Regions from separate parts of the Gossypium hirsutum genome. Here region 2 is linked to region 1. Evidence: chromatin contacts called from public Hi-C data. All regions are on one chromosome and are shown on one strand. Each heading gives the region's core, a stretch centred on a gene start, on an enhancer-like site or on the middle of the called end of the contact. The rest is flanking DNA. Distances are from core to core; before and after follow the strand shown.

Region 1 (7,034 bases), core at 2,737-5,236:
TGCCCCACTAGTATTTCTAAATAGGCTTCCTTAGCACTCCTCCGATCTACTGAGTCAATGTTTTGCCACCATGAACATCTTCAACTAGCTGGATTGTCAATAATAGCTTGGTCCCAACCTTTATGTCTTGACTTACCGGCACAACACATCATGCTTTCCAATTATCCAAGATATGAACACAATCAACAAAAGAAGCCAAGACAATATTAATCTGATCAAGGAATTAAGTCATAATCACCTAAATGTATTACATCGAAATCTTCTTTGCCTTTATACTTGTCGATTTGTAGTTTAACTCATTGTGCTACTCCCACAGTAAAGACTTATTGGGAAATAATCATCTTGATTCTCTTAGTCGATCTTCTAATTGAGAGACCAAGTTTGCCCACAGCTTTCTCTAATTAAAACAAGTCTGATGCTTTCATATCAACAAGAGCACTCTTCTTCTAGCTTGCGATGTTAATATCCACAAACATCAACCCTTCTAGCTTGCGACCCCACTTCGCTTTAGCATGATTAAGTATCATTGATTCAAGCTTCGATAACCTTTCTTTTTTAGGCTCTTCTTAGTATCATTGATTCAAGCTTCGATAACCTTTCTTTTTTAGGCTCTTCTTCAACTTCTTTACTGATCGCGGACAACTTGGATTGCCCTAGACAATGCTGCATCTTATGTGAACAACTACATAAGCACCCCACTAGCTTCTTTTTTCTCTTTTTGTCCCTCTTAGATTTAACGGCACGTACGATCAAACCAAGCCTCATGGGTGTTTTTTTTAGCTCATCATCCTATTTGATAGCAGAAAACACAGATCGTTTCAGACAATCCCTTACCATATGCAGAGCACTACATAAGAAGCATTGTATCTCTCTTTTCTTTTTCTTCAGGCTATTAGGCTTCCCTCTCCTATTTCATGGTTTCTCATAATTGCCACAATTATTGTTGTACTCAACTTGTCATTCTTCATCTTCCCCACCATTGCCCTTATCCTTTGGTTGAGAAAACTCTAACTTGTCTTTCTTCGAAACAAGCCCAATCAAGGGCTTTGCCATGATCATGGCTTTTGAAAGTTCTCAAACCCCTCAACATTCTACTTCCTATTTCACCCATGGCTTTAACTCATCCATGAAATGGAAAAATGCCTCATTTTTCATTTAGATCCGTAATTTGGAACAGCAGTTCACTGAACTCCTTTGCATACTCTTGAATTGTGTCTTGTTGCGAGAACTAACGCAACTTAGATTGAGCCTCTTTCTTGACATATTGGGGGTAAAACTACTTATTGAACTCATTTTGGAACTGCTCCTAAGTCCCAATTATAGCTTGACTACGTTTTTCATTTATGGACCTACGCCTCCACCAAAAAAGAGCAAAATCAATAAAATATCTAGCAGTAGTATTTACCTTAGCATTATCATCCTTGATGTCCTCAGCACAAAAGTATTGCTCCATCTTCTACAAAAAGTTGTTCGCTTCCCTTGCAAACCTTTCCCTTTTGAACTTATCCAATTTGGGGACATCTATCTCATGGTTTAGTGTTGCACCCAACACTGTTTTACCCACGGCGGCTCAACACACAGTAAGCTCTCCCTCGAGCTCCTCAATTCTTGTGCTCAAAGTCCTCGTCTTGGCTATTATTTCCTCCTTCAAAGTTATCACCATAACCTCGAGAGCATCATCCCCCATTGTCAGCTTATCTGTAGTGGAATTGAGCACCCCTAGCATCTCTTCCACATTGGAATCGAGAGACTCCAACATGGCTTCTGATTTGCTCTTCCATTGAGTCCAAATTTGCAATACTTCCCTCAACTACCTCAAGTGCCTCCCCATATCCCCCATGGACTCTTTGAGATTGATGACTCGTTCTTTCAAAGCCAACAACATGTCCTTTAATCAACTAGCATTCCTTGACCTCCTACAGGTCTTCATTGGCTCAATCTGATCGTTTACTCCTTTTTTCATCTCGATCGATGCCTTCGAAACCTTATCTCAGATATCAACTATCATATGGCTAGAACTTTAGTCTCACAATCCATGCGGGCTTAGGGTATTTCTTGGTTTTAAATTTGCCTAAGTCAGCCTCACTCTTGCAAAGTGAGAATTCTCACAGAAATTCTCCAAGACACTGAAAATAAAAGTGGAAGCAACTCAAAATGAAAGAGCAATGAAAGAATAGAAAATGCCACAAGAAAGCAAAAGTACGCCAAGTGTTTGAGTAAATGCTTTAAGAGTATTCTTATTACTCCAAAAATAATACAAAGAATTGGATACAATGGATAATTACAAATGAGGAGGAAAACCTCTATTTATAGTTGAGCTCCCCCAAAGTGAACAGTACAAATTGAGTTACATTGACGGTTGAGATTAAAACCTATCTACAATTGAGAGTCTTAAGAGATTGACTCAATCCTTTAATATTACAAAATCAAATCTTATCAGATTACAAATATTCTAAAATTAGTTTCTATATTTACCAAAGAAATCCAATTTTTCATAAGTGTTTCACTAGGTCACTAAGGTTTCAAGTAGACGGGCTTTTCCACATGTTCCACAAATCAAGTCAGTTCAAGTGGGTCAAATGAAACCCATTTAATCGATTGACCTTCATGATATGCTTTTTTCACAATTGTCACCGGCTTTGACTCGGGCCTGTGAAACTACAACTCAACCAAGAGAATGGTTGACAAACCAGCCTAAGCCCTGAAATGGGCCTAATTGCTTGTGCATGCTAGGATCCATTCTTACTGATGAACACAAAAATGGATTCTGGATTATGCTTTTGATTGAGGAAGGATCATTTGGGACCTATAAAACCACTTCTTAAATCTCTACAAGCTTATGCTCTTCTGCCCTGCCTGTTTAATGCTTTTTTTGGGTTGAAACCTGTTTAATGTTTTATTGTTTTCTAAAAATATGATTATAGCAGTGTTGATGGCTGAGGAAATTTGCCCTAATTACCTGGAATAAACATGTCAGATACAATTCTTCAAATGTTAAAATTGATGGATATCCATAAACTGACAATATGGAAGACTGTCGATATACAATTCCTAGCAACATATATAAATATATATTGTACGTAATTTATAACCATGATATGGAAAAAAGATACCTTGTCCTAATTCACAAACTGAAACTCAATTTACAATCTCGAACTCCATAAATTAAGTTAAAAATCTCCATGTTTTAAGAAAACAAAAATCGGGCTTCATATGGTGAGAGTAATAGTGATTTTATCTTCCCCGCGATAAAGCTTTCTCGGCAGTGTCTATTTCTTCAAGAATCCTAGCCTTTCGCTTTGCAGGGATTGGAGCAGTTGGTCCAAAGCTAATATAATGGCCAGAAATAGCATTCAATGCTGAGTACATATCACGGAAAGAAGCTCTACCCAGCAAAGCTTTCTCTCTTCTGTACTTAGCCACCCAAGAATTGGATGCCTCTCTAAGCTCAGCTACAGCAGAAGCAATGTTGGGATCATTCTTGTCCATATTGATGGTGCTTCTCACTTTGTTGATCACTTCTGCAGTCTCCTTCACGTACTCCTCATCCGAGGCAGCAAATGCTGACTGAACCCCTCCAAGAGCAAGACCTGCTGTGGTGGTGGCGGCAGCAGCAGCAGCAGCAAGACACAAGAATTGACGCCGTAAGGGTCGCTGGTGCGGTGGCAGTGATGGCGGTGTTTGCGTGGCTCTGGCTTTGATGAGAAGAAGGGGTTTGAGCTTGGAAGTTGGGGTTACAAGTGTTGGGGACGCCATGGTTTTTGGTTGGCAAGTGAACTTGTGTTGGTAGCTTGAGAAATGAAAAGAGGAGAGCTTTGGGTTTGTGCTACGTGGGGGCTTATCACCTTATCCAATTTTGGATGAGAATGGACCCAATGATATCTTAGATATATTTCTAAGAACCTCCAAGTGGCAATACATTTGAGGCTTAATTTCATCAATGTGCTCAAGTCTTAAACTTGATTTATATTCAAGATAGTCATTATCGATGTACATATAGTGCTGCTATATATTAATATCAATATCTTTCAAATTTGTCGTTATGTTGAAAAATATTTTATAATTGTGTATAAAAATATTTATAAATATTAAAAATGGAGTAGATAAATCTATTACATAAAATATATTTTTAATGAATTTCATAAATATATCCTATTTTTAAACAAATTCAAAATAAACAAACATTACTTCTCAAAACTGTTTTTGGACAAAAAAGTACTTTTGAGCAAAATTTTAAAAAAAAATTCTACTTTTGACTAAAAAAAGTGTTTTTTCAAAGTATTTTTTGTGCCAAAAACACTTTTGAAAAACTTAAAAGCATTTTTTTAGTAATATTTTTATTTCAAAAGTATTTTTTCTCTCAAAAGCACTTAACAATGCTAAACTAACCCTAAGTATATACTAATCCAGCATTCAGCTATTCAAAAATAAATAAAATTTTGTAATGTTCTATAAGAGCAAAATTGATTGATATTGCATCACTACAAAATGAAATTTACTTACACCTAAATAAAACCTAAATTTTATTATATATTTTAGAATATTATAAAAATAAACATTCTAGTTGGTACAAATGATACCAATACGAAATACACAACCTTGCTTATAACCTCGAATAATATGAGTGTGCATAATTGGGTTTTAACTAAATTAATTATTTGAATCAACTACTGAATCTAATTCAATAGGAGGTCAGTTAAGAATTTTTAAAATTTTAATTAACAGTTAATTTAATTTAAAATCGAGTAATTAACCGATCAACCAAAATTATTAACAATAAAATATTATAGGCCCAATATATTAAATAGATTCAATATTTTATATGTAAGCCCAAAATATAAAAATGAAAGATATATTGGGCCTAAAATCATAATAGTTTATATATTTTTAAATTAAAAAATAAAAGAAAGAAGCCCTAATATTTTGTCTTCCCGTTGTCAAACTCAAAACAAAGCTCGGATGGGCATCGCTTAACACCAAACCATCTTCTATTCTTCTTGACCTTTTTGATTTTTTTTTTTTCATTTCATCACTTAAGTTTCAAATTTTCTTGTTTTCAATACAATGTTTGTTATGATGATTTTAAATTAGTGTTATTATTGTGTTCTTTGTTATTTTTGCTTTCTTTTTTGAATTAAAAGCAAAGAAAAATAACATTGTAATGGTATTTTTTTCATGTTTCAAATTTATTTGAAAAAAAAAAGTAAAAATTTCGGTCAAATTGATTAACCAAACTTATTTTGACAATATTTTGAAAATTTTTGGCTAGCTTAACAGTTGAAATTTTATAATTTTAGTTAATTCAATTAATAATAATTTAATTAAATATTAACCAAACCGAGTGTGTTAAAATTAAAAGATTATATTGAGCATTTTTCTACATGGTTTGGAAACCTAATTTTATTCTCAAAGATCATTTCAAAGTTTAAGTGGGCTTTAAATAAATCCTCCATCATTACTATTATGACGATGATGAATTGTTAGAATTGGCAGTGGTACAGAACAACCCATGGGCCATGGCCCTTTTCCATGATTTTAAAACCGGCATTAATTCCTTGAGACTAGCTTTTCCATTATCAAAGTCTGGTTTCCAAGCCCACATATCCAAGCCCATAAATAAGTTTCCAATATTTATTTATCGATTAAAAGTTTTTATATAAAAAAATAGTTAGAAAAATTTTAATATATGTCAAATTTGAATATAATATAAAATATGACAGTTAAATTATTAAAATATTAATCATACAAAAATATAGAAAAATGTGTAAAACAACTTTAGTTTTACGGTAGGATAAATGTAAGTGTCACGGCTCATGGATCAAAACTCATGACAAATGCATACTAACCGGTATATGGAAGTCAATTAATTAAATGAGACTCATTCAACCCACATGGATTGGTCCAATTTGTGGAACACATAGAGAAGTCCATTTACTTAAAACATTAGTGGCCTAGTGAAAAAATTTAGTAAAACTAGAGTTCTTATGGTGAATATTGTAAATCCTAAAAGATAAGATTATATAGTGTTTAAATCCTTTAGGACTCTTATCTTGTAGATAAGCTTTAATCTTAACCGTCAATGTAATTTAAATTGTACCATTGGATTTGAGGGAGCTCAACTATAAATATAAACATTTTCTTTCATTTGTAAATTCAATTGTATTTCTTCAAAGTAATATAATATTTTTAAGAGCATTTACTCGAACAATTGGTATTCTTAACTTTCTTATGGCTTTTTTGCTTTTGAGAGACCACTTTCGCTTTATTTTGGTGCCTTTGAGAATTTTTTTTGAGAATTCTCACATTTTGAGAGTCCGGTTGACTTAGATAGATTTGAAATAAAGAAATCACCCAAGGCCACGCAGTTTTCCAAACTAAAGTTTTAGCCTCGTGACATAAGGGTGAAGTCAAAAAATTACTTTAGAGGACCAAAGATGAATCATAAATTATTGGAGACCAACAATTTTACCATTATACTAACATATAGTTTTATAAAATTTTAAGGGGTTAAATAATAAATCTACCATTTTTGGAGTGCCAAAGCCATTGCCTAGCCCTTTGTTTTCGTATTATTGAAAACAAATTGTGTTTTTCAATTTTTAAAAAACAAAATTTATCTTTCTAAAAAATAAAAATATATTTATCTTTTTAAAAAACAAAATGAAAGGTCAACCGCATGCATGTATCAAGTTACTAGTGAATAATTTTCATTTCACCAATATTTACACAGGCATTCAATATAGGTATAATGATTTATTTGTCGTTCAACTTTATAAATAAAAAGTCATTTTAACTTTTTATTTATTTTTTGGCCCCTTTTTAGTTTTTAAACTTGTATTTTTTGTCAAATTTTCTCAAAATGGATGGTTGTTAACTTTGTTGACATAATATACATGTGGATTGCCAAGTGGACAATATGTCAATATTTTAATTAATTTTTAAAATTTTTGAAATACTAAAAAATATTTTTTAATTTTTATAGTTTTAAATAATTTTAATAATTTTTAATTTTTAAAAATGATTTTTATATATTT
Region 2 (7,034 bases), core at 3,215-5,714, 200 kb before region 1:
ACGGGCCTCGTTTTTTGCCCAAGCCCATTTTTCGGGCTATATTTTTACCCAAACCCTCCCATTTTTCGGGAGGGCCTTCGGGCCGGGCCGGGCCGCCCGGCCCATGCACACCTCTAGTTATAACAGGTGTTTTGAGATTACAAGGTTTCAGTTGTATATAAATTTCTAGACGTGACATATGCATGGTTTGCCATCCAGCTATAGACGGGGCTTTATGGCAATCCAATAAGCTGAAATGGTAGGCATTGGGTAATCTCCTTCTAATTGTACCATCACATTATGATTGTCATATACATGTGCAATTGTAATAGCATGATGGTATTGAAAATGTTCCGAACCTCTCCAAAGAGTAAAGGAAGTTATGTCACCTCACTTGGTTAAATAATTGAGGATCACCCCGAACCTGTTGGCAATCAGGACACCTGTCATAGGCATAACCATCCAATGTTCTGCTGGTGCAAGCGATTGTGAGAAACACAGTGAATTACGTAATTCATCGATTCCATCAGTGAAAACTCTAGCATTGACATCGTATGAACTCAATAACTCGTCTAGCAGTTGATGTCAAACATAGAGCCACCGATCTTCGCCATAACCAAGACAAACAGATATTGCTCGAAATTCGCAATTTCCATCACCCTTGACATCTTGTACATGCGTGATGTAAGGGTGGAACATATTTGGAATTTCTTTCATTAGTGGATGAGTGTCACATGATTCAGGCATCTGGTTTAAGTCTATGAAGTCTGAAACTTGCTCTAATGGCTCCTGGTTTAAGTCTGGAATTTCAGTTATGTATGAACTATGTCTTGCTGGTTCTTTGTTCAACTCTACCAGATCCAACCCAACAAATTTTGACGTGGTTGAATGGTTGCATCTTCTGGGAGCTTGACTTATATAATCGACTCGTTTTTGTTGTTGTTTCTTCAAGGTTGGTAGTCCACGCGTATTTTTTTGAATTGTAGGTTATTTAATGAGTGTTTTACTCGGCTGGAATATCTCTTAACTTTCTTAACAGACTTTTTTCCTGGCTTTTGACTGCTTAGTGAAGTTTTCTTTGAACATTTCTAACTCACCGTCACAACAAATATCCTCATTTTCCACAGAAGTTGACGGTGATAAGTTAAGCTTCCTCCAGAATACATCTATTGAACCCAACGGAATACACTCACCTGCATTGAAATGCCATCAGTTTATAAAAATTCAATATATAAATAAAATTTAGAAAATAATTGTTAAATATGCCACCTGAATTCAAGTAGACTGATAGCATGCAAGTGCATGGTAACCCACAACTGTGACATAGTTTACAACCACAGTTTGAAGAGTCAAGGTGATGTCTACTCCACCGCTGAAGTTCCCCTTCTAGGATATCTAGAGCTTCAAGTGCCACAAAACCCCGCAATAATCTGAAACACGGTAAGTTGTGTCTGTGTTTAAGGACAACTCTACTATTTTCAAAACTTACATATATCGATGTAAGTTGAGACTTCACAATCTGATCGATACAACCAACAAATTTATCTAAAGAAGAATTTTTTGCACAAAGGTATTTCTTTAGCTTTTCATGCTAGCTCTCAACTCTATTCATAGTTCGTTCTCCAAAGTTGAGATGCCGATCAATCCAGACCAACACAAACATTTCCTTATATTTGCTTAACCACACTTGATCTAGATATTTTAAAACATCTGAATTTATATAAATGTTAGTTATGTATAAAAAATCTTCTAAAACTATAAACAATTATTTATAGAATAACGAGGCTTGTACCTGGATATTCGCTCAACATTGATTGGAGTTTTCTATAGTTTTCAGTGTACAATATCTACATTGGAGATTCAACGAGTACAGTCCACATAGAACGAAAGGAGTCTCACTTATGTTGCGACTTGATAGACCACCTTCAATGTTTTTTAATATTTTCAGTAATGTATCATCTGCATAGTAACCGAGTGGCATCGGGGAAAACTTGTTGGCATGCATTCATCAGTGCCAACTCTCTGTCCGTCACAATAACACGTGGGTACATGCACCCCTCTAGTGTCAACTTTAGACATGTTAATGCCCAATTATAGTTCTCCTCCTTTTCGTTAATGATAAAGGCAGAAGCTATACTAAATGTCTTGTTGGTTGAAGTCATGCCAACAATCTGAACAAAAGGCAGATCATATTTGTTCGTTTTGTACGTTGCGTCTACAATCAAAACGTGCGGAAATGCACGCCATATATCCAATGATCGTGGATGAATGAAGAATAGATTTTCCAATTCATTTGAAATATTATTTACTGAAAACTCAGTAAAAAATTGTTTATCATTCAAAAGCAACATAAGAACCTATATTGGAGTTTTACCGACATTCTGGGACGAGCGAAGCTTTTGCCGTGCATTGTATATGGTTTTTAGTGTAGAAACGTTATTCTCGTCCTGCTCCTTCAGTGTCAATAATATGTCACGTGGTGTAAAATTCTTACTCGTCAAATCAACCAACAATTGTTTTTCGTTTTCTTTCAACTGCCTTGCATAAACATGTCCCTCCATATGTTGTGCAGGTGGATGGTTATGTTGATCACATATCACCCCCAATGTCCACCCATCATATTGTTTAAATAAGAACCTACCAATTGGAATTTACAGTTGGTCTTTTTGGTGCCAGACTTTTTACTTGATTCTTTAAATTTGTATTCACCGCCACGGTCACAAATAAGTGTGACGTAAGACACCACACCATTTTCCTTTGCTTTTGATCTTCTCGTGACGATGATATAACCAAGAGAGAATGCCGTGTTTTGCACCCATTGCATCAGCTCTTCACAAGACTCGAACACCTAAAATTTAAATAATTTTGTTAACAAATATTAAATATTATGAAGATAAAAAAATATTAACATCATGATAAATATTATACCTGATCGGTAAAAAATGGTGATGTCGCCATAGAGATCTCATTGCCTTCATTTAAGTTACTTCCGTAAAAATTCGACGTCTTTTGTTGAACACTACAAATTATGATGAAAAAATCAGTAGTTATAAAAATTTAAAACAAATTTTAATTTATACAAGAATTAATAAATAAAAAAGAAAAAAATTAGAAAAATAGATTTTAATAAAGAACAGTTTAGAACAAATTTATAAAAAATAAAATTACAAATAATAGAGTGTAGTGAGAAGGACTTACTTAATTTTGTTAATAATAATATGAGTTTACGTTAGGGTGTTGTTAATGTTCATCAAAATAAACATATATCTATAACTCTGCCTATTTATTGTATTAATTACAAAAAAAAATAAATTTTCCCCTTTTTTAAGATGTTGACTCTAATTTTTGGACTAAATTGATTACACTAATTAATTTAAGATGTTGAAAATGAAGATATTTGGAAAATGTACTAATTACAACAAAATTAATTTTTCCCTTTTTTAAAGATGTTGACTCTAATTTTTGGGACTAAATTGATTACACTAATTAATTTAAAAATGTTGAAAATAAAGATATTTGGAAAATGTACTAATTAATTTTTGGAACACATTAATTTCTTTGGATCACATTAATTTAAGATCTTGACTCTAATTATTGTATTAATAAAAAGACTTATTGAGAAATACATTCATCCAATGAAATGAGAAATGCTGTAATTAATTACACGGAAAAGGAGAATTAGGGTGTTTTTTTAGCACGTTAGAGGTGTTTTTTTAGCCAACCTTTTTTTTTTTGTTTGGTGGGTGAATAAGGAAAATCTTGGATATTAGGGAATTCCTATGTATTAGGCATTTGAACTAAAATCCCTGCCATTGGACTTGAAACGTGGCAAGACCTTTGTGTTGATGCTGTGAAAACAACTTTGTCGGTTGAAATTAAAGTTAGGAAACATTGAATGAAGCTTTCAAAGGTTCTAAAAATTATATAATTATGTAAATATGTGTTTTGTTTATTATATATTTTTTAGAATTTGTATGAAATTTTAAAATTTTTTTATATAATTATAATTTTAAAAAAGATTTTTATAATTTCAATAAATAAATATGAACTTTCAGAATTTTTTAAAATATATATTTTTTATATTTTTAGAATTTAAAAAATTTTTTTTGTCAAAATTATTGTTAAAAATGTTATACAAGCACCAAATTGAATGTTTTAGCTGTCACCATTGAATTAATATGACACCTCACTTTTTTGATAAGACTTAAACAGTTATTAACGAACAAAGGAGTAACCAAAATATTATAAGTCGATAATATCACTAATTAAAATATAATTTTTTATAATTAAATGATTAAAAAGGAAATTTCACCAAAATTGATTGATATATATATTTTTTGTAATTCTTTTCTCCAAATAGGGAGTGAAGATGAAAAATTTTAAAGTGGAAATAGAGTTATGTTATAAAGTTAGTAGGTAGCCAAAGTATAAAAATATATAACACCCCATCCCTCCCGAGTGCTACGATGAAGGCAAGTGATCCGGGAACTTCGTGGCAGAGAGAGAGAGAGAAACAATAAACAACAATAACACTGCATCTATGATGTATCCAAATTCCTTCTCCCAAACATGTTGCCTTTCTTCATCTTCATCTTCTCTCTCTTCTTCCTCCTTTCTCTATCACTTCTTGCCCCACACTTTTGCCCATCTGGCAATCGGGCCCCATTTTCTTCACAACACATGCATTAGCAGTAACAGGTAGACAAACCCTTTCCAGGTAAAATGTTTTTACTCTTTCTTTATTCCTTTTACCTGTGTTTTAATTTGTCATGCATTGCATGTCAATGTTTTCCTCACAAGAGAATATGCTATTGCCTTTTATGACTTTTCTTCCTTTCCTTTCTTTCTTTTGCATTACAATTTAAAACTTTTTATCTTCACTTTGTTCTTTTGGGATGCCATTAAACTTTCTTACATGCAAAAAGGACCTTTGATTGCGCTCTTATTTCTTAATGTTTCTTTTTATCTCAACCCAAAATGTACTCTTCTTTTTCATTTTCTGGGTATCTTTGTGTTTGTGTCATCATTATATTCCTTGACCCCGTCTCTCTTTCAGAGAGATGGAATGATGAGAAAGGTTGAAAGGGATGGAGGCGCATGAGTTTACTGCAATCATTTGTTACCCATTTTTCCAATCCTTTTTGGATTTTTTTTCCCATTTGCGTTAGGTTAAAAGGAATGCAAGGATCTAATATTTTATTTTTGGTTCTCTCATGAGATTAAGGAAGCGTCGACAATGCTTTCCTTCTTGCTCTTCTCTTCACAGAGTAATCCTCCCCCTAGCCCTCCATACTCTTTTTCTGTCTCTGATTTTGATCACTGGTGCTATTACAAGCCTATTAATTAAATATAACTGTTAGCTTAAGCTGTTCTTGTTATCAAGCTTAATTTGGGCTTGCCTCTTGGCAAATCTCATGAATTTGCAATAACCTTTTTTCAAATATATATATATATAAAGCTTGGTTGCTTGCAATCAACAAGGCTATAACTTTAGGAGTATCTATATTCATTGAGTTCCTGCTATTTATATTTAAAAATATTTCTTCCATTTCTGCATTTAGTAATTATGTCTCTTGTTCTGTTTTATGTCAGAATGAATGCATTGCATTATATGATGAATAGTTAAGAGCTTAGTTATATGCATGGGAATCTACAATACACCGTTTAGATTCCAAATTGAACCTTCAACCTTATGAAACAAGTTAATGAATTTGCAGCCTATCATTCTCAGTCTGGACAATGCCACTATTATTTCTATGCAACTAATTGGTATTGACTAGTTTGTCGAAAATTGAAATGTAGGTTGATGAGGATGAAGTTTACTGGAGCCGAAAGAAGGGCGGTGAAGAGTTGGAATGGCCACACAATTCCACTCACCTACTATCACAGTTAGCTCAATGTTTTAGTGAGTAGATTTTCCTAATAAATTCTTTCAGCATTCCAATGTTTTGGCGCTCCAAATTAGGATAGTCTTCATTACCTAGTATGTTTGGTATGCAAGTGTATATTTGTTCAATTCCTACTTTACATTGACATACAATGCTTTCTGAAATCAACATCATTATGTAGCTTAATATGTAGCCAAATGGAGGGAAACATTTGTACAGCTTAACTAGTTAGAATCATCTAATCTTCTGACACTTCATGAGTTGCCTTGAGCTCTTCATATATCACATGAGGTTCCATGATAATGGGTAGAGTTAGCTCTAGACTGACATGTCATTGGCATTTCAAAATACTAGGAGAGCTGAAAACAAAAGTCTTATGAGGTAGAACACAACATAACCTATTGCTAATTCAAATTTGCTAACCTAGAAATTTGCCCCGTTTTTCTAGCTTTCTTTATTATTAGCATTGGTTCTTTATAGGTATATTTTGCTTCTTTTCTCCTTTCCTCTATGCCAAGTCTCAACATCTCCAGTGTAGAGAAACTAAGAGTAAAATTACTCAAAAGGGTGTAACATGCCATGTTTAAGACCATGTCAACTTATTTCAACATTGAAATGCACGTTGCCTCGCAAAATATTCTACAACTCGTTATTTAATATCACTGATCAGTCTTGTATGGTTGCAGCTAATGCTATGGTTGGACCTAAATCATGGCTAGGAGGGCTGTTCAATCGCTTTGGAAACAGGCGCAATGAGAAGTTTCTTGGCTACACTTTGACTCCTATTCAGGTAATTGAGAATGTTAAGTATTAGGACTGATTTTCTAATGTCTTCAAAATCTTATGTTTAATTTTTTTTTCATTATACAATTATTTATTATCCGGTAAGGTTTACGTACACTCTTACAAGACAGTGAATGCAATGTCTTCATGTAACCAACTCCCTACGGTTGACTATAGAACATCAGACTGTTCTTGAGTAGAACCAAACTGGTTTTTGCCATCATTTCTTGAGTATTCATTTTAATGATGTGCATAGAGAATTTGTGGCATTTGTCCTGCACTAATGAAAAATTGATGCAGAACTAAAGTATTGATTTTGTTAGGCTAATCTGTTTTGATGTATATATAGTATTCATATACATACACATATTAATTCCATTCTCA

Evidence for each region. A called contact is a pair of places that touch in the nucleus more often than the background predicts.
Region 2: a Hi-C map of leaf shows a contact between it and region 1, with 1.9 times the contacts expected there. The contact joins the promoter of LOC121210944 here to the promoter of LOC107932612 in region 1. A contact is called at or near these places in 6 of 34 Hi-C or Micro-C datasets (leaf, petal and seedling).

What each region holds. Positions count from the first base shown.
Region 1 is chrA12:87,347,040-87,354,073 of Gossypium_hirsutum_v2.1, reverse strand. LOC107932612 (photosystem II repair protein PSB27-H1, chloroplastic) reads right to left here and starts at 3,986. Exons shown (of 1, transcript XM_016864671.2): 1 at 2,993-3,986. The coding sequence starts at 3,756. The coding sequence ends at 3,235.
Region 2 is chrA12:87,552,028-87,559,061 of Gossypium_hirsutum_v2.1, reverse strand. LOC121210944 (ELMO domain-containing protein A) reads left to right here and starts at 4,464. Exons shown (of 10, transcript XM_041082985.1): 1 at 4,464-4,696; 2 at 5,782-5,884; 3 at 6,554-6,657. The coding sequence starts at 6,562.